Regions from separate parts of the Mus musculus genome. Here all the other regions are linked to region 4. The links are chromatin contacts, called in public Micro-C and promoter capture Hi-C maps. All regions are on one chromosome and are shown on one strand. The core of a region is the stretch at or near the end of the contact, and the rest is flanking DNA. Distances in the headings are between cores, read along the strand shown. Region 1 holds the start of Tfr2 (transferrin receptor 2). Region 2 holds the start of Actl6b (actin-like 6B). Region 3 has its middle 10 kb from the start of Mir702. Region 4 holds the start of Ache (acetylcholinesterase). Region 5 holds the start of Agfg2 (ArfGAP with FG repeats 2).

Region 1 (3,440 bases), core at 399-2,898, 280 kb after region 4:
AAAAGAAGGGAAGAGGAAGGGAGAGGAGGGGAATGGGAGGGAGAGAAGGGGAAAGGGAGGGGAGGGGAGGGGAGGAGAGAAAACCAAAAGAGATGAGGTTTGGGCAAAGCCTGCTGGGAGCTGATGATGTCAGTTATGGGATCATAGGGAGTTTAAGGTCAAGGGTATTCAGGAGGAAGTAACCAAGACACAGCTGGGTATCTGAGTCGGGAACAAGAGATTGGAGAGTGGCAGGGACAAATGAGGTCACCCAGGAAGGCTGCTCTGTGAGCCAGAGACACCAACCTTCACATGGGGGCTGAGCAGCTATCCATGAAAAAAGACGGTTGGAAGGTCCCGGAAAAAAGCAGCAGGGGAGAGTAGCAGTGAGGTGCCCGGTGGTGTCAGAACGGTGATGGTGGCGCTGGCTGGGGTGGGAGGTGTATGTCCAGCTACTCTGGATGTGGAGGCCGTAAGATCACAAGGTCAAGGTCAGCCTGGGCCATTGGTTGAGACCCTTTGCCAAAATAAAAGGCAAATAAATACAAGGGCTGAAAAGATGGCTCAGTAGGCAAAGCACTTGCTGCACAAGGCATGAGGACCCAAGTTCAGATCCGCAGAACCCAACTTGTAAGGAGAACATTTGTCTGTAATCCCAGGCCTCTTCTTACAAAATGGGAGGAGACAGGCGAAGCCCCAGAAGCTCAAGGCTGGCTAGCCTCTCTACAGAGTGACAAACCTGTATGGTTTGGTAAACCCTGCCCTTTGTACTCCGTGTGTACATGTTAGCTCAACCATCACACACAAACACAGGCACAAATACAACACACATGCACAAAACATGTTTAATCTCAAGTAAGGGGCTGGGGGCGTGGCTCAGTGGTAGACCCCCCCTGCCTAGAATCCCCCAGGGAGGAGCTGGGGGCGTGGCTCAGTGGTAGAGCCTCTGCCTAGAATCCCCCAGGGAGGAGCTGGGGGCGTGGCTCAGTGGTAGAGCAGCCTAAAATCTCCCGGAAGGGGGGGGGCGGGGGGAGGATACAGGTGAGAAATGCATGAAGGCAAGTAGAAAGCCGAGGTGTGGTGGTGTAGAGAGGTGTGGGGTGACGCCTGACAGCTGATGTTGCCCTTTTCTCAGGGCACATTCCAGCAGATGTGGATCTCCAAACAGGAATACGAGGAGGGAGGGAAGCAGTGCGTGGAGCGGAAGTGCCCCTGAAGTTGCCCCCCTCCCCCAAATACCCGTCCACCCCATCCACGGAGAAACGCCAGAGGGGCGTTCTACCAGCCAGAAATCCAAAAGCGCTGAACTCTCCCTTTCCCATTACCCTCTTCTCTCTTACCCACATCTTCTTAGACTGTGATGTTCCTGAGTTGAAAGAAGAAAAAAAAAAAAGAACTTTTATGAAAATCAAGTGTTTGACTTCTTTGGGGGAGAATGGGGGCGTGGGGATCTGGTGAGATGCCAGAGAGAGACACACCTACATTCGTGCTACTCTGGGGCACGAATTTCTTAGGTTTTAGTGGGGTCAGGACTCTGGAAGGACCAGGAAGAGTCTGTACTGAGCTGGTTGTTGGTTCAGGGCTGCTCCAGAAAAGGACGTGCGGGGGCGGAGTCCTCTGGGGCGGGGCCTGGGGGCGTGCTCTAGTGGGTGTGGCCTCAGTAGGCTTTGAGTCTCCTGGGAGCATGGTCCAAGAAACCCAGAGACCTGTTGCTGAGCTGAACTTGGCTGCTGTGTCTTCCCACTCAGGACTCGGCTTTGACAGGCACGAGGCAGGGACTGGGGTACTGGTGAGCCCCTACCTCTCAGATCTTTCTGGACCTGGGTAGGACCCGCAGTTTCCCAGGGGAAACCTGGACCAGAAGTAAGGGTGAGGTGGACCCTGAACTTTCCCATTCACAGCTGCAGGTCCTGGTGTCTTCGTCGCGGCTTGGATTTCAAACTGGAGGGTAAACTGCGGTTATGGCCCTTCATCAAAATTTTAGAGTCGTAGACCCCGAAGGAGAAACACTTAAGTCCTTTAGTGATCCAAGGGGTGCTGGGGAGGACTGTGGCTTGGCCAAGACCTTTTCTGCCCCCCTAACGGTGAGGTGGAAACCCATAGTTTCCTGACTCCAAGACCCACTCGTCGGTTTCTTTTGACCTCTTTACCTCATTCCTAACACTTCCTCCCCAGCAACCAAGCAGATTCCAGACAGACAGACAGACAGACAGCTTTGTGGTCAGATTAAACCACCAAGTCACCCCACTGAGATACCGCTGTTTGGAATCTGAGACAGGGGTTGGGGCAGGAAGACCGGCTAACGGGTTATTTGGAAGGCTGTGTGCTGGGAAAACCTAGCAACCAGACCCAAGAGGTGGGAAGGGGCAGACGTTTTCATGGTGAAACTTCCAAGGGGGCTGGGGACTTTCCCCAAGGACACCCTGAGAGAGTGAAATCAGGGAAAAGGAGGGATTTACCTATATCTCCCCTCCCCCCTCACGTTAAGCCCCCCCATCCCCCAACCTGTGACGGGAACCAAGTTGGCCAAAGTCTGCTCTGAGGTTTAAAAAAAAAAAAATTGATTGTTTTGCAGTCTGCCCGCAACAGTGGGGTTTGTGGAAAGATTGGTGAGAGAAGGCACTGCCCCTTGCGGTCTAGCATGAACCAGGGGGAATGTCTAGAAGGCTGGACTGAGGCCAGACTGTGCCCCCACCCTTATGGGGAATGAGAAACGGCCTAGGTTCAGGCTGCCTGTCAGGGCTGATAAGGGGCCCTCTAGGGCTCCCACAAACGGTTTATCGGGGTTTTGTGTGTGTGTGTGTGGACTACTTGCAGAGTTCAGGAGGGGGCACAAGCATGGAGCAACGTTGGGGTCTACTTCGGAGAGTGGTAAGACCACGGGGGTGCGGAGTTGTGGTTACACACATTAGGTCTTCCTTCGTGTCCCTTAGGCAACTCCCTAATGCATAAGGTTGGCCCCACTGGTCCTCCTTGGGTCCCTCCTCTCCAGCCTCCAGAGCTCCCTTCCTCCTGGCCGGAGTCAGTGACACCATTCTTGCCTAACCCTCAGCCAACTCTTAGGCCCCCTCCCGTAATCTCATGCCTACCTCACCCCTCCACTCAGCAACAGTGGTCCCCAAGACCCTCTCAGACCATCTACAGACGCGTGGAAGGCCCTCAGCTGGAGCACCTGGAGGAGGAAGACAGGGAGGAAGGGGCGGAGCTTCCTGCCCAGTTCTGCCCCATGGAACTCAAAGGCCCTGAGCACTTAGGCTCCTGTCCCGGGAGGTCAATTCCCATACCCTGGGCTGCAGCAGGTCGAAAGGCTGCCCCCTATCTGGTCCTGATCACCCTGCTAATCTTCACTGGGGGTGAGTCTTCCCTCCCTCCTCCTGGGCTGGGGGCATTTCTGGGGTCTAGTAGAAGAGAGCACAAGAGAACCCCATCTTCCCACCTGCCAGCCTTCCTCCTAGGCTACG
Region 2 (3,785 bases), core at 475-2,974, 270 kb after region 4:
ACCCTGCAGGTACCAGCTGCCACACTTGGACTTTACAGGAGAGCCTGGGCTCCAAACGAAGGTCCTTGTGCTTTCCCAGTTAGGCATCTCTTCCACATCTCTTTTCCCTACTGTAGTTATTGAGACAAGTTCTCTCTAAGTCCTGTGTAGCACAGACCACTTCAAACTTACTATCCTGCCATAGCCTTCAAAATGCTGGAAAGACAGTGTTTGCCACTACACTCAGCAAAGAACAGGACTTCCTGGTGACTGACTTTAGACCACAGGTGTCTGTGTAGAGACATGGATCAAGAAGGCTAGCTAGAATGCTGAGAGCAGGAGAAATAATCTTCCCCAGGGAAGAACAAATCAGTACAAAACGGTCATCCCTGAAATCTCACGGCTGGAAAGGTGGCTCAGTGGTTAAGAGCACTGGCTGCTCTCTTCCGGAGGCTTTGGGTTCGATTCCCAAAACACATGGTGGCTCACAACCATCTGTAATGAGATTCGATGCCCTCTTCTGGTGTGTCCGAAGACAAACAGCGACAGTGTGCTCGTGTACATAAAATAAATAAATCTTTAAGTATATATACATATATATTATAATCTCAAAATTTAGAAATAGTAAAAAAGAAGGCTTGCTAGGTTAGCCAGGTGACTATATGTTAGCCATGAGCACTCACATGTTTATTATATGTTATGTACAAAGTCAAGAAGGAAAAATGGCCATCAGAAAGATGAAGGAAAGGGGCTGGAGATGCGGTTCATGTCTAACATGCTGAAGGCCTGGGTTCCATCCCCTGACCCTCATAAACTGGGGTGTTGGCATAGGCTTTGTAATCTTAGTACCCAGGAAGTGAAGGTAAAGAGACCACAAGTTCAAAGCCATCCTCATATATATATTAGTTTGAGTTTGGGCTACATGAGACCCTGTCTTAAATAAAAGAAAAGCCAGTTGTGGGCTGGGCAGTGGTGGCGCACGCTTTTAGTCCCAGCACTTGGGAGGCAGAGGCAGGCAGATTTCTAAGTTCGAGGCCAGCCTAGTCTACAGAGTGATTACCAGGACAGCCAGGACTACACAGAGAAACCCTGTCTCGAAAAAAAGAAAGAAAAGAAAGAAAGAAAGAAGGAAGGAAGGAAGGAAGGAAGGAAGGAAGGAAGGAAGGAAGGAAGGAAGGAAGAAAAAGGAAAATCTAGTCGTGTGCTGTACTGGAGGCAGCGGCATGGAAATCTCTCTGAGTTTGAGACCATTCTGGTCAAATAAATAAATAAATAAATAAGCCCAGAGACAAAGGTAAAAAGACACAGGAAGAGATGGAGAGGCATACTCCTCTGGTCCCTCAGTCTTCTCATCTCCTCATTTCTGTGATTGCATTTAGACTGAATGCGGTAGACTCTGGCTCAGGAGTCTGAGGATGGACATCTCTGGTTGAGAGGAGACCCCTCCCTCACCTACGTAAAAATATGAATAAATAAAAAAGACCAAGAAACGAGGGTCCCATGTCATCAGAAGGTCCCATTCCATCCGTTGCCCTGTGGAGTCCTCGTCTCCATCTCTTTCCTCTTTTCTCTGTGTCCATAGTCTTTGCAATTGGACCCTCGCCTCCTCCCAACCTCGGAATGAAGAAGCGGCTGTACCTTTAAAGCAGCGGCCCCCAGCCGGGTTATTGTCTCGCTTCATAACCAATCGGCCGCGCCGTTGGGGGCAGGGGATCCAGTGTTCTGATTGGCCGCCGCTGCGCCCCGCCCCGCCCGGGATCCCGGGAGCTGTCCGGCCGCCTCGGTGCTGATCCCGCCGCCGCCCACGGGCCGCGAGCAGCGTAGAGAGGGCACTATGAGCGGGGGCGTCTACGGCGGAGGTGAGCCGGCCTGGGGCACTGGGCTCTCGGCCTGGTCTACAGCCCTGCATCCCGAACCCGCGCGTCCCAAGCCCTGAGCATCCCTGGGCCTGTCACCTCCGTACTGCATCAGGTCCAGTCTGAGGTTTGGGTCTCCCACTACTTCTGCTTTCCATTCTCTTGGGGTTCCCAAGTGTACACTGCCTCTCGGGCCCTGGACCTTTCTTTTCCCTGCCAGGCCGCTAGGCAAGAGGGAACTCTGGTGGCTTTGACCCTCTACTTCCAGAACGCCCTGAAGTCCAGGTGGATCTCCCACCCACTCCCCGCTGAAGTTTAAACTGTGGCTATAACCCCAGAATCCTCTCCAAGCTATATAGGGAGACAGTTTGGGAGAGGTCTCCTCACAAGCCTGTCTCCTTGCACAGATGAGGTGGGGGCGCTCGTCTTTGACATTGGCTCTTTCTCAGTCCGAGCTGGGTACGCTGGGGAGGACTGCCCCAAGGTGAGCCTTCCAGTCCCCTCCCCAAATCCCAGGGGCTCGGACACCCTCTGCCAGGCGGGTCGGCCTATGAACAAATGCGCACAGGTCAATTCAAGTAGCTCACCTGAGTGGAGACAGGGGAAGGACCCCGGGGGTGGCTGAGGGCCTTGAGTGCAATTGAACCAGGGACTAGCAGGGATGATCCAGCTGGGCAGGGTAGTGCGTTCCTTTAAATCCCATCACTCTGGACGCAGAGACATGCAGATCTCTGTAAGTTCAAGTCCAGCCTGGTCTACAGCGACAGTTCCAGGCCAGCCAGAGGTTCACAGTGAGAGCCTGTCTCCAAAAAAGAAGGGAATAATCTAGCTCCCTGCTCATGTTCCTTGTAACCAGGCTGACTTCCCCACCACTGTGGGGCTGCTGGCCGCAGAAGAGGGGGGCGGGCTGGAGCTGGAGGGGGAGAAAGAGAAGAAAGGGAAGATTTTCCACATCGACACCAATGCCCTGCACGTGCCTCGGGATGGAGCGGAGGTCATGTCGCCCCTCAAGAATGGCATGAGTAAGGGACCCTCACCCACTACTTTCTGAAACAGACTGGGAGCCCCACGCCCAGTGTGTGGCTGCCGATCTCCATACCCACAGAACCTTGCTTGCTGCTGCCCAAGTCCCAAGGGTCTCACTGTTCCCTACAACTGCTGGGATTTCAGACCAGTTCCCCTAGAATTCTGGAACTTAAGGGGGGTGGTGCTTGTAAGCAGAAGTTGGACTCACCTACCTTCAGACTTGGCCTCCCTCCTTCCTTTACTTCCTGTCTCTGATCCTTGCCTTCCTTCCCACCTTCCCATCTATCTCTCCACGCTGGTCCTCTGTCCCTAGTTGAGGACTGGGAGTGCTTCCGAGCCATCCTGGATCATACCTACAGCAAACATGTCAAGTCCGAGCCAAACCTGCACCCAGTACTCATGTCGGAGGCTCCGGTGAGTGCCTCATCCAGACCCACGTCCAGCCCTGAGTCCCTGGAGACACATCCTTTCTGCCATCACCTCTAATGTGGAGTCGCTACTATCTGTCACTTCCCTTCCCTTTCCAGATTCGTCCTGCTCACACTGTCATCTTCTGTCACCTCCCTTCCTCCCTGGCTTACCCTCCATCCCGCCTTCTCTCTTCCAGCTCCATCCACTCCATTGCCCTGCGTTGTTCACACACACATTTTTTGGTCCATGTTATACATATATATGAATATTACCAATGTAGCTAAGTTGTGAGAGATCTTGCCTGGCATGCAAAAGGTTCTGGGTTCAAGCCTCGCTACTGAAGGGGGGAGGGGAAGTTACAGTTGTAATCCAAGCACTCAGGAGGTAGAAGCAGAAGGATCAGCAATTTAAATCAATATTCAACTACATAGTGAGTTCCAGGACAGTTGTGACTACATAGAGGCAGCCACCAGTTAACAATAGGTCCTCTGCTAGGGGTAGGATTTAAATGGA
Region 3 (3,853 bases), core at 85-2,584, 290 kb before region 4:
AAACCAAAAAAAAAAAAAAAAAAAAAAAAAAGTGTGTTTTTGTGTTTGGGGAGGGCGGGGAGAAAGAGATAAGCCACAGGGCACAGGGGCAGGGGGCCCCATTGTCCTCACTGATTCTAGTAGCCAGGACCACTCCCTGCAAACAGACAGCATTGCAAGCACTTGCCTGTGTGTCAGGGTCCTCCTGCCCTGCCTGGCCTGAATGTTAGAGATCAAAGTCTCAGGTCCCCACCATTGCCCGAGACTGTGGCCAGTGGGCAGGCTAGCCAGCTGCTTCCCTACCTTAATGCCTCAGTCACCAGGGAGGCGAGCACTGTCCCCTTTCTATAGTCTCTTTCCCTCTCTTTCTCAATTCCAAGATCCTCCCAGTAACTTACCCAGACTCATTGACCAAGGAAGTTCAAAGGTCAGTCCAAAAAGGAGCCTAGAAAGTTCTGGGTCTCCATGTCTAACATCCGATCACCTCAGAAGTGAGCTGCTGGGCTGGTGAGATGGCTCAGTGGGTAAGAGCACCCGACTGCTCTTCCGAAGGTCTGGAGTTCAAATCCCAGCAACCACATGGTGGCTCACAACCATCTGTAACAAGATCTGACGCCCTCTTCTGGAGTGTCTGGAGACAGCTACAGTGTACTTACATATAATAAATAAATTAATTAAAAAAAAAAAAAAAGAAGTGAGCTGCTCCCTGGGAGTTCACGTCCCCAAACCTTCGCCGTCTGTTTCCCGGGCCCTGGAGTCCTGGTGGCGCAATGGGAGCCATTAGGTTGGATGTTCCCATGCCCCCTCCCTTCTCTCTCATCAGAAAATACCTCAGAAGCAACAACTTAAAGTGATAGGCACCTACTGGTTAGTGCTCACTTTTCTCTTCATGGGTGAGACAGGAAAGGGGTGGGGGTGGGGCAGGCATGGGGGCCCAGAGACAAGGGGACTAGGAAAGGGGGATTAGAAGACATATGGCTGACCTATGACCCTTGTGGGTACCAGGCACCAGGAAAGGGCCTGAGGAGACCACAAGGCTCTTTGGCAGGGGTGGAGGGGAGGGAGCCGATTGTATTGACTGACTGCATGACAAAACCTACGTCTTTCCTTTTCAGCCATGCCCTTTCTTCACCCTTCACTAGAGATGATTCTTGTCTGTGTTTTGTGCATGCGCATGCAGTTTTGTTTTTGTTTTCAAATATGTGTGGGTACAGGTGTGTGTGTGCTCATGTGTGTTGCACATGTGCACACCTGTTGCTCTTGGAGACCTGAGGTTGAGCCCAGCACTTTTCCACCCTGAAACAGGGTGAAACAGGGCCTCTCAATCAAACCCAGAGCACTGAAACAGGGCCTCTCAATCAAACCCAGAGCACACTGATATGGCTGTTCTTGCTAGCTGGTTTGCCCTGGGATTCCTCTCTCCAGCTTCAGAGGCTAGAATTTCAGGAGGCGTCCATGCCCACTTGGCAGTTACCTGAGTTCTGGGGATCTGAGGTCCCCAGATTGCCTGGCAAACGCTTGCCCCCTGAGCCATCTGCCTGAGTCTGGAAGATGGAGTTTTCCCTGAGAACAACACTTCAGCCCTGCCCTCTCTCTGCATGCAGGCGGAAGGCGCTGAAGGGTGAGAACGTGGAGAATTTGTAGTTCCCTATCAAGGTAACCAGTTTAAACTCTTGAAAGACAGTCTTCTTTTTCTCTGCCACCTTCTCACCTTCCTCCATCCTGGAGCCTGCACTGGATGGGTCCCTGAGCTCAGACATGGGGTGACATGAAAGAGTGACCTCCTGAACCCTGGGACCCATCTTAGGACCTTGAACTTTGAACTTTGGTGAGGTAAAGACACATCTTTCCAGCAGTAATCTTGGATTCTTGGTTTTTAATTTAACTTTTTAGATGGCTCAGTGGTTAAGAGCACTGACTGCTCTTCAAAAGGTCCTGAGTTCAAATCCCAGCAACCACATGGTGGCTCACAACCATCCGTAAAGAAATCTGATGCCCTCTTCTGGGGTGTCTGAAGACAGCTACAGTGTACTTACATATAATAAATAAATAAATTGTTAAAAAAAATTTTTTTAGGGGCTGGAGAGATGGCTCAGTAGTTTTAAGAGCACTGACTGCTCTTCCAGAGGTCCTGAGTTCAATTCCCAGCAACCACATGGTGGCTCACAGCCATCTGTAACAGATCTGATGCCCTCTTCTGGTGTGTCTGAAGAGAGCAATGGTGTACTCAGGTACATACAATATATAAATAAATCTTTAAAAATTTTTTTTAATTTACACTTTATTTATTTGGGGTCTGGGGAGGGGCTTGTGCATGCTATAGAGTGCATGTAGCAGTCAGAGTCGATTTTCTCCTTCTGTCATGTGGGTCTCAGGGGTGGAGCTCGGGAGGTCGGGCTTGGCACCTTCTGTACAAGCTGAATAATCTTACCTGGCCTTCATCCTGCATTCTGTGCCTCTATCTCCTGACATCTTCCACACACCTCAAAGCTACTGAAAACCGAAGAGCTACCTGCAGACGGGAGCTACATGCTCCGGGCCCACCCCCACGAGATCATGAGCACAGGAATCTTTTGTAATTTTCCAGTGACAGCAAGGCCTTCTCCCAGCTCTTTCCCAGGCTTGGGCCTCCGGTAGCCATGTTGGCTGGACTCTGCTATCTTCCTCTCTATGGGGAATACCTCATGTTCAGTGGTGAGCCTTGTGTGGCACAACCTAGAGCCATCTGAGAAGGGAATCTCAATCGGGGGATTTCCCAGATCAGATTGGCCTGTGGTTTTGTGGAAGATTGTCTTGATTGTTAACTGATGTAGGAAGACCCAGCTCACTGTGGGCGGCATCATTCCCTGGGCCTGTATAGGAAAGCTAGCTAAGCATGTGTCTACAAGTGAGCCTGTAAGGAGCATTCCCCTGGGGTTTCTGCTTCAAATTCCTGCTTTAGTTCCTTCACTGACTTCCTACTGTGATGGACCAAAGCCCACAAACTGAAACAAATCCTTCCCTCCTCTAAGTTGCTTTTAATCAGAGTAAACACAGAGATGAAAACCGAAGATGAAAGTTAGGAGTACCCATTGGTCATAGGGCACCCCCTCCATAATTAACAAGATCCTTCTACAGAAGACTCCCCCCTGGGGAAGAAAGTTGGCACTAGCATTGGTTCCACTCAGAAGGGGACACCGGGTGTGCTGTATAGGAAGCAGGGAACAAAGGACTTAGAAGGATCAGGACGTAAGGCTTGCTCTTTCTGTACTAAAGAGTGAGGCTGGAAGGGCTGGGGATCTGGGGAGAGAGTGGTGACGGCATCCCACTTTTATCCACAAAAGGCTGTGTGTCCTGTGAGTCGCCAGAGTCTGGACTTCATTGTGTCACAGCCCTGCTTGGGCAGGCATCCTGACTGGGGGTTTGTGGGAAGCCCTGTATACAGTTCTGAAGGAGCACTATGTCACACTGCGGCCGCACAAAGGCTTTGTGCTCCTGGCACGAAGGCATGAGTGAGCAGGGCTGCAGATTCTTTTCAAGTTAGGTGTTTTGCTTTGTAACAAGGTCTCAGGTAGCCTAGGCTGGCCTCGAAATCACTATGTAGCCAAGAATGACACAGAGCTACTGATCCTCCTGCCTCTACCTCTTGCATACAAGTATGCACCATCAAGTATGATCAAGTATGCAGTGTTAGGGATAAAATCCAGGGATATATATATATATATATACATATACATATATATAATATAAAATTATTATATATATGTATATATATGCGTGTGTCATTGATATTCATATATATCATATATATGTTATATAACAGCAATATATACATAGACACCACACACATCTCTATGTCTAGGTCTAGGTCTAGGTCTAGGTCTATATATCTGAG
Region 4 (4,008 bases), core at 206-2,705:
AAAGAGACAATCAAGGGTTGGTCCCACCCCAGTCCTCAAGGTCCGAATGACAGCCTCTGGCGCCACCTGGCGATAGTCAGCACGGACCCGTCGCGAGTGAGCTGGACTGCAGATGAGTTTCCCGGCATGCAGTGGCCAGGTTCTCCAGGGACAGGAGGGTTGGAGGGCGGGGGGGGGGGGCGGGGGGGATGTCGCAGTTTGGAGAGATGAAAATCGCATATCTGGGAGAGGTTGGACTCTGCGCTGGTATCTTCTGGGGACCAGCCTTTTGCAAGACAGCGCGCCTTTGCCCCTTGCTCGGAGGAAGTGACTGATGAGTGATGAGTGTCTGGGGCTCGAGGGAAAGCTCCCGGCGTCCACAGCGAGCATGCGTGCACGTGTCCCCCTACCCCCCATAGATCCACGCAGCGCCCCATATCGCGTGCGCGCACGCACGTCCCCACGCTCTCGCGTGCAGGCCAGTCGCCCACGCAGCAGCGGCCCGCAGGCTCCAGAGCCAGATGCCCCCACCCACCCCGTGAGCCAGTTGTCTCTTTCATGTAGTGATCTCGCGTGGGCACAAAACTGCACACTTCCCACAGTCACTAAGGTGCAGCTAGGTGGGAGACTCCCTAGAAGGCTGGGCGTGTGGTCTAAGGGACTCCCAAACAGGCTGGGGGCTCCAAGTGTAGGCCGCTCCCACCTGCTAGCCACAACAACCAATGAAAGCTTGGCCCGGTGATGTCATGGACCAGCCGGACCCTTGTGATGACAGCCGGAGGTCACCGGTCAGGGGAATTAGCTCAAGCCCACCCTCGGGGGTTCCGGAAGTTTCCAGAGCTGCAGCAGAGTGCATTGTAGCATCTCCCCACAGCCTTCTGCTTGCCACTATGTGGTCTGGCTTCTCAGCTGTCCCCGTGTCACCTCTTCTTGCCCACAGGGGTCTTTTCCTATAAGGGAGAGCCTGTGTTTCTGTTATTTGTTCCTACAGGTGTTCTTTCGTCTCCACAGAGATGTCCCACGTCATCTTTTCTACCAGTGTCAGCTGAAGGGGGTCCTCAGTCAGGCTTTCTCGTGTCTCTTCTCTTATTACCCTGCCCCAAGCTTTGTCCTGGTTACAGATGCCAAATATTAGGCCTCTGATCTTTCTGGATTAGAGCTGTCAGTGTGTCCTTCCGTCCGTGAAAGGCGACCGGTCTGTCTGTGACTTGTCACCGCAGGAGACTGTCGCCTGCGTGAACGGTGTCTGGTGTCTCCGCAGGCTGCGGTCCGTCTGTCACGTGGGTGTCTGCCCCGCCGCTGCGGGTCTGCGGGTCTGTCGGTCTGTCTGAATCTACCACTGGAGTGTGTCTGGGCTCCCGCTCCCCGGGGTCTCGGGGCTTGAAGGGAGGGAGGAGGGGAGGTGGCAGCCCGGGGGAGCGGGGAGGGGCGGGGGCGGAGACAGTGGGCGGGCGGGGGCGCCGTGCGGCCCGGAGGGGTGTGTGCGGGGGGCCGGAGGCGGCTGTCACTGTCGGCTCAGCCTGCGCCGGGGAACATTGGCCGCCTCCAGCTCCCGGCGCGGCCCGACCCGGCCCGGCTTGGCCGCCTCAGGTGAGTCTCCCAACCCACCCAGGACCCTCCACCGAGTCGGGACCAATCCGCATCCCGGGGGAAACGTGCGATCCTGGAACGATCGAAGCCCCCCAACAGAGCTCCTACTGCACCTCCTGCCCCGTGGGGCCTGCCTAGAGGGGCCCCTCCACTGCCTCGCACTCCTCTGAAACTCCCGCTAGCCGCTGCATACTTACTGATGATGCTCGCTGGGCCGGCCGCTGCCTCTGCGCTCCCTTCCTGCAGGGACCCCCTGAAGGCCCCTTCCCCACTCTCTTCAAAGTCTGGGGACACTGGAAGACGCCCCCTGTTTGGGGCGGAGCCCAAACTGCGCAGGTTACTGACATCCCGAATGCACCACCCCCCATCCCGAGGGCCGCGACCCCAACGTCCCTACCCAGCTGAGCCCCTTGCCAGCTCCAGGACCCCTCCTGCGCTCTCTCTCTCTCTCTCTCTCTCTCTCTCTCTCTCTCTCTCTCTCTCTGACTCTGTCTCTCTCTATGTGTCTCTGTCTCTCTCTTTCCCTCCCTCCCTCCCTCCCTCCCTCTCACCCTCCCACCCTCCCTCTAAAAGGAGGCTCAGCGGAAGCCCCGAGTTATAATTAGCCCCACTCGGGTTTCCTGGTTAATCTCCAACAACGCCACTATCCCCAGATCCAGGCGACCAGAACTGGCTGGGTGATGGGTGAACACCCGGAGGGGGTAGTTCCGACCCGGGGAATTTTGATCTCTTGGCTGGAGACGCCGGAACTACAGCAGCTGTTGCCCCCAAAATAGCGCCCCTGCCTTTGCTACGGGGATCTCCGGAGCTCCCGGAACACAGACGTCCTGGCTCGCCCTTCAACCCCCTCTGCGATGCTCACGATTCTCCAGATACCCCCACACCAAGGCTCGGGCGGGGAGCTCTGGCCTCTTCTTGGTCTCTACTGCTCCCGGTTGGCAGTGGAGGGCATTGCAATATGGGGATGCAATAGGGGCTTGAGTTCTGGTGAGCCCCACAAGGGGCGAGTGAGACAGTTGGCTGGAGTCAGGCGAGAGGGGTGCGGTTGATGTAAAGCAAACGGGTACCAACCGGCCGTACCAGAAAGAAGAGAGGCGGAGCAGGGTGGGGCAAGGTGTCGACTGGACAAGATTCCAAGATGCCTTCAGAACCTGGGACTCCCGATACCTTGAATGCCCAACCCACTCCCCAGAAGGCTTTGGCTAACCCAGGAGAGGCTTGGGCTGTGCTTTCTTATAACTTGCAAGCTCCCGAAGGGGCCACACCCGTCCGTCCATGAGGGTCCCCTGCACCTGTCCTGGGGCCTATACAAAGCCTTTCCAACCCTGTGCTGTATACTAGGGGTCTTAGCTCAAGCTGCAGGGGAAAGAGGTATGGAGGCCCTTGGAACTTGCTGGGCAAGGGAGACTATGTATTAGCCAGGCTTATCTCAGTTGGCTGCATTTGTTGCGGTATGGGTGTGTGTATGTCTGATCTTGTGTTTGTCTGCCTGTGTCGCGTCTCCTAGCTTGACTCCATTTCTCCCCTCCCCTTACCAATCTGCCACACCTCCTCTGCAACTCCTTGATAAGCCCTGGGCAAGACTGTTTCTTAATCTCCCACTGAGCTGCTGTCTTCACCCTTTGCCTTTCTTTCTCCCAGCAGACACCAGCCTGTCCTGGCAGTCATGAGGCCTCCCTGGTATCCCCTGCATACACCTTCCCTGGCTTTTCCACTCCTCTTCCTCCTCCTCTCCCTCCTGGGAGGAGGGGCAAGGGCTGAGGGCCGGGAAGACCCGCAGCTGCTGGTGAGGGTTCGAGGGGGCCAGCTGAGGGGCATCCGCCTGAAGGCCCCTGGAGGCCCAGTCTCAGCTTTTCTGGGCATCCCCTTTGCAGAGCCACCTGTGGGCTCACGTAGATTTATGCCACCAGAGCCCAAGCGGCCCTGGTCAGGAGTGTTGGATGCTACCACCTTCCAAAATGTCTGCTACCAGTACGTGGACACCCTGTACCCTGGGTTTGAGGGTACTGAGATGTGGAACCCCAACCGAGAGTTGAGTGAAGACTGCCTGTATCTTAATGTGTGGACACCATACCCCAGACCTGCTTCTCCCACACCTGTCCTCATCTGGATCTATGGGGGTGGTTTCTACAGCGGAGCGGCCTCCTTGGATGTGTATGACGGCCGTTTCCTGGCCCAGGTTGAGGGAGCTGTGTTGGTATCTATGAACTACCGAGTGGGAACCTTTGGCTTCTTGGCCCTACCAGGAAGCAGAGAAGCCCCTGGCAATGTAGGTCTGCTGGATCAACGGCTTGCCTTGCAATGGGTGCAAGAAAATATTGCAGCCTTTGGGGGCGACCCGATGTCAGTGACTCTGTTTGGGGAGAGTGCGGGTGCAGCCTCCGTGGGCATGCACATACTGTCCCTGCCCAGCAGGAGCCTCTTCCACAGGGCTGTCCT
Region 5 (3,749 bases), core at 999-3,498, 400 kb after region 4:
CCTGTAATCCCTGCGCTCAGGAGGTGGAAACAAAAGTCATTCTTAGCTACACAGTCAAGGCTAGCTTAGACCACATGAGACCCTGTCTTAAACAACAACAACGATAAAACCATAGACATTTTAAGAAGAGGGTGACAATGTAGTAGAGACATAGTTCCACACGGTCTCCTAGGACACCGGGATCTTCATTTCTGGTCTCCCCACAATCCTAGCTCGTACTAAATGACAAACGCTGGGAACAGAATCCTCCATATGGCACTGGGTAAATTACTAAACCTCTTTCTACTTTTGATCTCCCATCTGTCGCAAAAGAACAATACTCCTTGGTTTTTTTTTTTTTTTTCAGGCTGGTATGCATATAAGAACAGGAGAGCTTTCCTTATTAAATAAATAAATAAATAAAATAGCAGTGTACTAAAATACTAGAAAACCAGACAAAAACGAGTCCCTAAGAAAACCAAAGATCTCGAACCCAATGTTAGTCAAATAATTCCTAAGGAGAAGGAGCTTACTAAATAACTAGAAATCTGGGGTGGTCTGGGCTGAGGGTAGCATTGTGGATTTTACAACCAAGCCTCTGCTCCCCAAATTTACAGTTTACCAGATGAGACTCGGCAGTACACTTAGGAAAGACCCCAAAGCATGCCTGTAACCCCAGCCATTACAGAGGTAGAGGCAGGAGGACTCTGAGTTCCAAAGCCACCCCTAGCTACATCATGAATTAAAAGTCACCGTGGACTGTATGAGACCCCGTCTCAAGACAAATTAAAAAAAAAAAAAATGGACTGGTGAGCTAGCTAGCTCAGCAAGTATGGGAGCTTACAGCCATGCCTGTTGACCTGAGTTTGATCCCCAGGCCCCACACGTAGTGGAAGGAAATTGCTGATTCCTACAAGTTATTCTCTGATAACCACACAAGCCATGGAACCTACATGTCCCTACAGTGCAAAGTAAAGAAATCAAATGCAACTTTAACGGGGGCAGAGGACGAAATGGGGAAAAGAAAAGAATATGCCATTCTGATCCTCATCTCTTCGGGAAAGCTAAGCTGTCCGCCAGGATAACCCTTTGGCTCTCTGCCCTTAGTATATTTCGTAAGTCATCTACCCTCTAGCTAGCATTCCAGAGCCTGAAAGATTAGGATCTGCACCTGATCCCTGGCTTCATACCTGCCACTCTAGGCTGTCAGCCTGGGCTAATGCGTGGAGCATTTTCCATTCCCTTCTAGGGTACTTTTGTCTTAGGCTCGACTTCCCTATTTCTTTCCCTTCTCCTTCCACCCCGTTCCCCTCCGCTCCCCTCCTGGTGGAGCGGCAAGGGTCTCATGGTTGGCCTTGAACTCCTGATCACCTCCCCCTCAGTGTTGGGATTACAGGCGTGTACCACACTACTCGGGTTTTATGCAGTGCTGTGGATGGAAACTCAGGGCGCCGAGCGTGCTAGGCAAGCACTCTACCAACTGAGATACAATGCAACCCCAGCTAAAGTTCCCTTTAAAGGTCTATGTCAATTTCTGGCCCTTTAAGTCCCTCCCCCACCCCACCCCAGTCCCTCCACACTTTCTCTCTCCCCACCTGCAATTCGCCTTCGCCTCCCCCAGGGAGTTTCTCCAATCCTCTCCTCGTGTCCTTCTACAGCCCCCACCCTCCCTCTGCAGCGCGACTCCACTCCCGTCTTCTGTCCCCCTGCGCTTTTTCCCTTTCCCCCACGACACACCTCTGCAGCAGGCGACCTTCCACCGCCACATCCAATGCCGGGGCTACCCCTCTGACCTCCTGGATCGCCCCGAGCTCCTGCAGACTCACTTCACCCGAACCAAACCCAGTTCCCCCCCCCCCCCCCGGATCCACTCACAGGAGGCCGGAGCAGGTGGTGCAGACGAAGCTGCCCACGGTGATGTCCACATACGTGACCCCGCGCTGGGCGCACTCGAAACAGTGGCGGTTCCCGGCCTGGCTGCAGCCGCCCAGCTCCCGCACTCGGCGGCACCACACCTCCGAAGCGGCTTCAGCCTCCGCTTTGCTCCCTCCGACCCCGCCACCCGGGCCCGGGCCCTTCTTAGCCGCCATCACCATCTCTCCTCCAGGTTCCTCTGCAAGTCAGCGGTCGCTCCCCTTTAACCGCTCGCTGCCTTTCCCGCCTCCGCCGCCTTCGCACGCCCGGCAACCCTGACACCAGCTCCTGCAGCCCCGACCACGACCGCGAGAGACTCTGCCGCCCCCTTCCTCGTCCTGTTCGGCACGCTGATTGGCTAGTCTCCCCCCACCTCCTTGCTTTAATTGGTTCGATTCGAGACGGCCTCCGGTTGCTGGAGCCTTCAGAACCACGCCCCACTGCCACCCGGCCTTCTGTCTTTTCCATTGGTTCACAAAGACCCCCACCTTGCAAGTACAATGCGTGCCCTCCTCCTTGTCCCCGCCCCCTCTCGCCACGGACTCCTATGCTGACTCTGATTGGTTGTTAAGGTTGCAAAATTAGCGTGCGAGAGAAAGGAGGTGTTCGGCGCGTGCGTAGTGCTCATCCTCCGGATTGATACTAATTCCCGCCAAATTTCAAAGGCTCGTTCCAGGCTGAGCCAGGAGACAAGAAAATCGGAAAGAAATTGCCCTAGGATGAGCTGGAGGAGAAAGGGAAAGACAGAGAAGGGGAGTGCTTTGTAAAAGATACTTTATTTATCCAAGTCATAGAAAGAGCCCCCACTTTAGAGTCAAGTTAAAAACCTGAGGTAGGATGCAGAAGGGATGAACGGCGTTTGCCACTAACCTTCATTCCCACTCCTGTAAGAAAACCGACTCCTATAAGCTAGCTGCCTTCTGATTTCCATGAGTACACACACACACACACACACACACACACACACAAATAAATAAATGCATGTAAAAAATATTCAAGAAAACATGTTGAAGTGGATCACAGAACTGGTTTGTGGCTCAGTCAGAATTTGAATCTGAGTCTTTTGATTTTAAAAGCTCTGCTCCGTGGCCAGGGATGTATCTCAGCTGGTAGAGTGCACTAAGCGCGAGGTTCAAGCCCCCAGCACTGCATACAACTCAGCGCGGTGGCACAGGCCAGTAATTCCAGCATTTGGGAAGTGGGGGTAGCAGTAGCGGTACTTCAGAGTCATCCTCGGTCACTGCCTGGAAAAGGAAAGGCTGAGAATAAGCAGGTTTAGGGATGCTGGCAACCATAAGTCAGGACTTTGGTTTCAGACATGCCAATGGGATGCGGGCAGATGAGAGATAGGTTTCTGAGTTATTGGTACCCAGGAGCCCATGGGCTAGATGAGGTTGCTTAATTGTTGTCATAGCTGCAAGTGTACTTCCCCCTGAGCTGTGGTGATGCCAAGTCCCCATGTACACATGCAAAGGAACCATTTTGCTTCATGTAAACCATGGCTGCATGCCTTGGATTCCAAGCAGGTGGATCGCTGTGAGTTTTAGGCCAGCCTGGTCTATGTAGTGAGTTCCAGGGGATTACACAGTGAAATCCTGTCCCCCACCCCACCCCCACCAAAAAAAAAGCCTCTTGTACATTTTCAGAGTTCAGCGTTCAGCATTTCCCTGTGCTGGCCATTTCTTGCACAGCTTCTCTTTAGCCAGTGGTTATTTCTTCACCCCTTAAAATGTTACCCACCACAAGTGAATAAATGGGCAGGAATTGGGGTGACCACTAGACTCTGATAGCTTCCAGTCTGTCTTTTGCTACAGGGTGTGGTCTGCAAGAGCAACCAGAGGGTGCGCTTCCTCCTC

Evidence for each region. Promoter capture Hi-C pulls out the DNA fragments that hold promoters and counts their contacts. A called contact is a pair of places that touch in the nucleus more often than the background predicts.
Region 1: a Micro-C map of the G1E-ER4 cell line shows a contact between it and region 4, with 2.0 times the contacts expected there. The contact joins the promoter of Tfr2 here to the promoter of Ache in region 4. A contact is called at or near these places in 4 of 39 promoter capture datasets (the C10 cell line, cranial neural crest, embryonic stem cells and 1 more), 1 of 15 datasets of contacts at CTCF or cohesin (large pre-B cells), 3 of 484 Hi-C or Micro-C datasets (all in the G1E-ER4 cell line), 3 of 115 datasets of contacts at active chromatin or transcription factors (embryonic stem cells and large pre-B cells) and 2 of 9 other capture datasets (liver and pancreatic islet).
Region 2: a promoter capture Hi-C map of liver shows a contact between it and region 4, with 2.3 times the contacts expected there. The contact joins the promoter of Actl6b here to the promoter of Ache in region 4. A contact is called at or near these places in 6 of 39 promoter capture datasets (the C10 cell line, cranial neural crest, embryonic stem cells and 2 more), 1 of 115 datasets of contacts at active chromatin or transcription factors (large pre-B cells) and 1 of 9 other capture datasets (liver).
Region 3: a promoter capture Hi-C map of embryonic stem cells shows a contact between it and region 4, with 3 times the contacts expected there. The contact joins the enhancer-like site here to the promoter of Ache in region 4. A contact is called at or near these places in 12 of 39 promoter capture datasets (the 3T3-L1 cell line, 3T3-L1-derived adipocytes, the C10 cell line and 6 more), 3 of 15 datasets of contacts at CTCF or cohesin (the NIH/3T3 cell line, large pre-B cells and pro-B cells), 22 of 484 Hi-C or Micro-C datasets (the Ba/F3 cell line, the HL-1 cell line, the Patski cell line and 12 more), 22 of 115 datasets of contacts at active chromatin or transcription factors (the 230-238 cell line, VIP interneurons, bone marrow-derived macrophages and 14 more) and 5 of 9 other capture datasets (adipose tissue, embryonic stem cells, liver and 2 more).
Region 5: a contact with region 4 is called in a promoter capture Hi-C map of pre-B cells, with 3 times the contacts expected there. The contact joins the promoter of Agfg2 here to the promoter of Ache in region 4. A contact is called at or near these places in 7 of 39 promoter capture datasets (the 3T3-L1 cell line, the C10 cell line, embryonic stem cells and 3 more), 5 of 115 datasets of contacts at active chromatin or transcription factors (the SCID.adh cell line, embryonic stem cells, large pre-B cells and 2 more) and 2 of 9 other capture datasets (adipose tissue and pancreatic islet).

What each region holds. Positions count from the first base shown.
Region 1 is chr5:137,568,192-137,571,631 of GRCm38.p6, forward strand. It overlaps Tfr2 (transferrin receptor 2), which reads left to right and starts at 1,649. Exons shown (of 20, transcript NM_015799.4): 1 at 1,649-1,743; 2 at 1,881-1,927; 3 at 2,797-2,850; 4 at 3,086-3,332; 5 at 3,423-3,440. The coding sequence starts at 2,818. It overlaps Actl6b (actin-like 6B), which reads left to right. Exons shown (of 14, transcript NM_031404.5): 14 at 1,115-1,389. The coding sequence ends at 1,195.
Region 2 is chr5:137,551,822-137,555,606 of GRCm38.p6, forward strand. Actl6b (actin-like 6B) reads left to right here and starts at 1,725. Exons shown (of 14, transcript NM_031404.5): 1 at 1,725-1,838; 2 at 2,243-2,319; 3 at 2,692-2,857; 4 at 3,175-3,275. The coding sequence starts at 1,814.
Region 3 is chr5:136,999,532-137,003,384 of GRCm38.p6, forward strand. It overlaps the pseudogene Gm26989. Among named protein-coding and RNA genes, the nearest start is that of Mir702, 10 kb to the left of the region's middle. Within about 2 kb of position 1,335, at least 14 of the 459 cell types and tissues checked have an H3K27ac peak or open chromatin away from gene starts, as enhancers often do. A contact at or near this core is called in embryonic stem cells and extraembryonic endoderm stem cells, where this site is marked.
Region 4 is chr5:137,286,799-137,290,806 of GRCm38.p6, forward strand. It overlaps Ache (acetylcholinesterase), which reads left to right and starts at 1,456. Exons shown (of 5, transcript NM_009599.4): 1 at 1,456-1,569; 2 at 3,214-4,008. The coding sequence starts at 3,236. It overlaps Gm42456 (a long non-coding RNA gene), which reads right to left and starts at 1,846. Exons shown (of 4, transcript XR_003955815.1): 1 at 1,767-1,846.
Region 5 is chr5:137,682,505-137,686,253 of GRCm38.p6, forward strand. Agfg2 (ArfGAP with FG repeats 2) reads right to left here and starts at 2,249. Exons shown (of 12, transcript NM_178162.3): 1 at 1,855-2,249. The coding sequence starts at 2,075. It overlaps Gm15498 (a long non-coding RNA gene), which reads right to left. Exons shown (of 2, transcript XR_003956003.1): 2 at 2,881-3,137.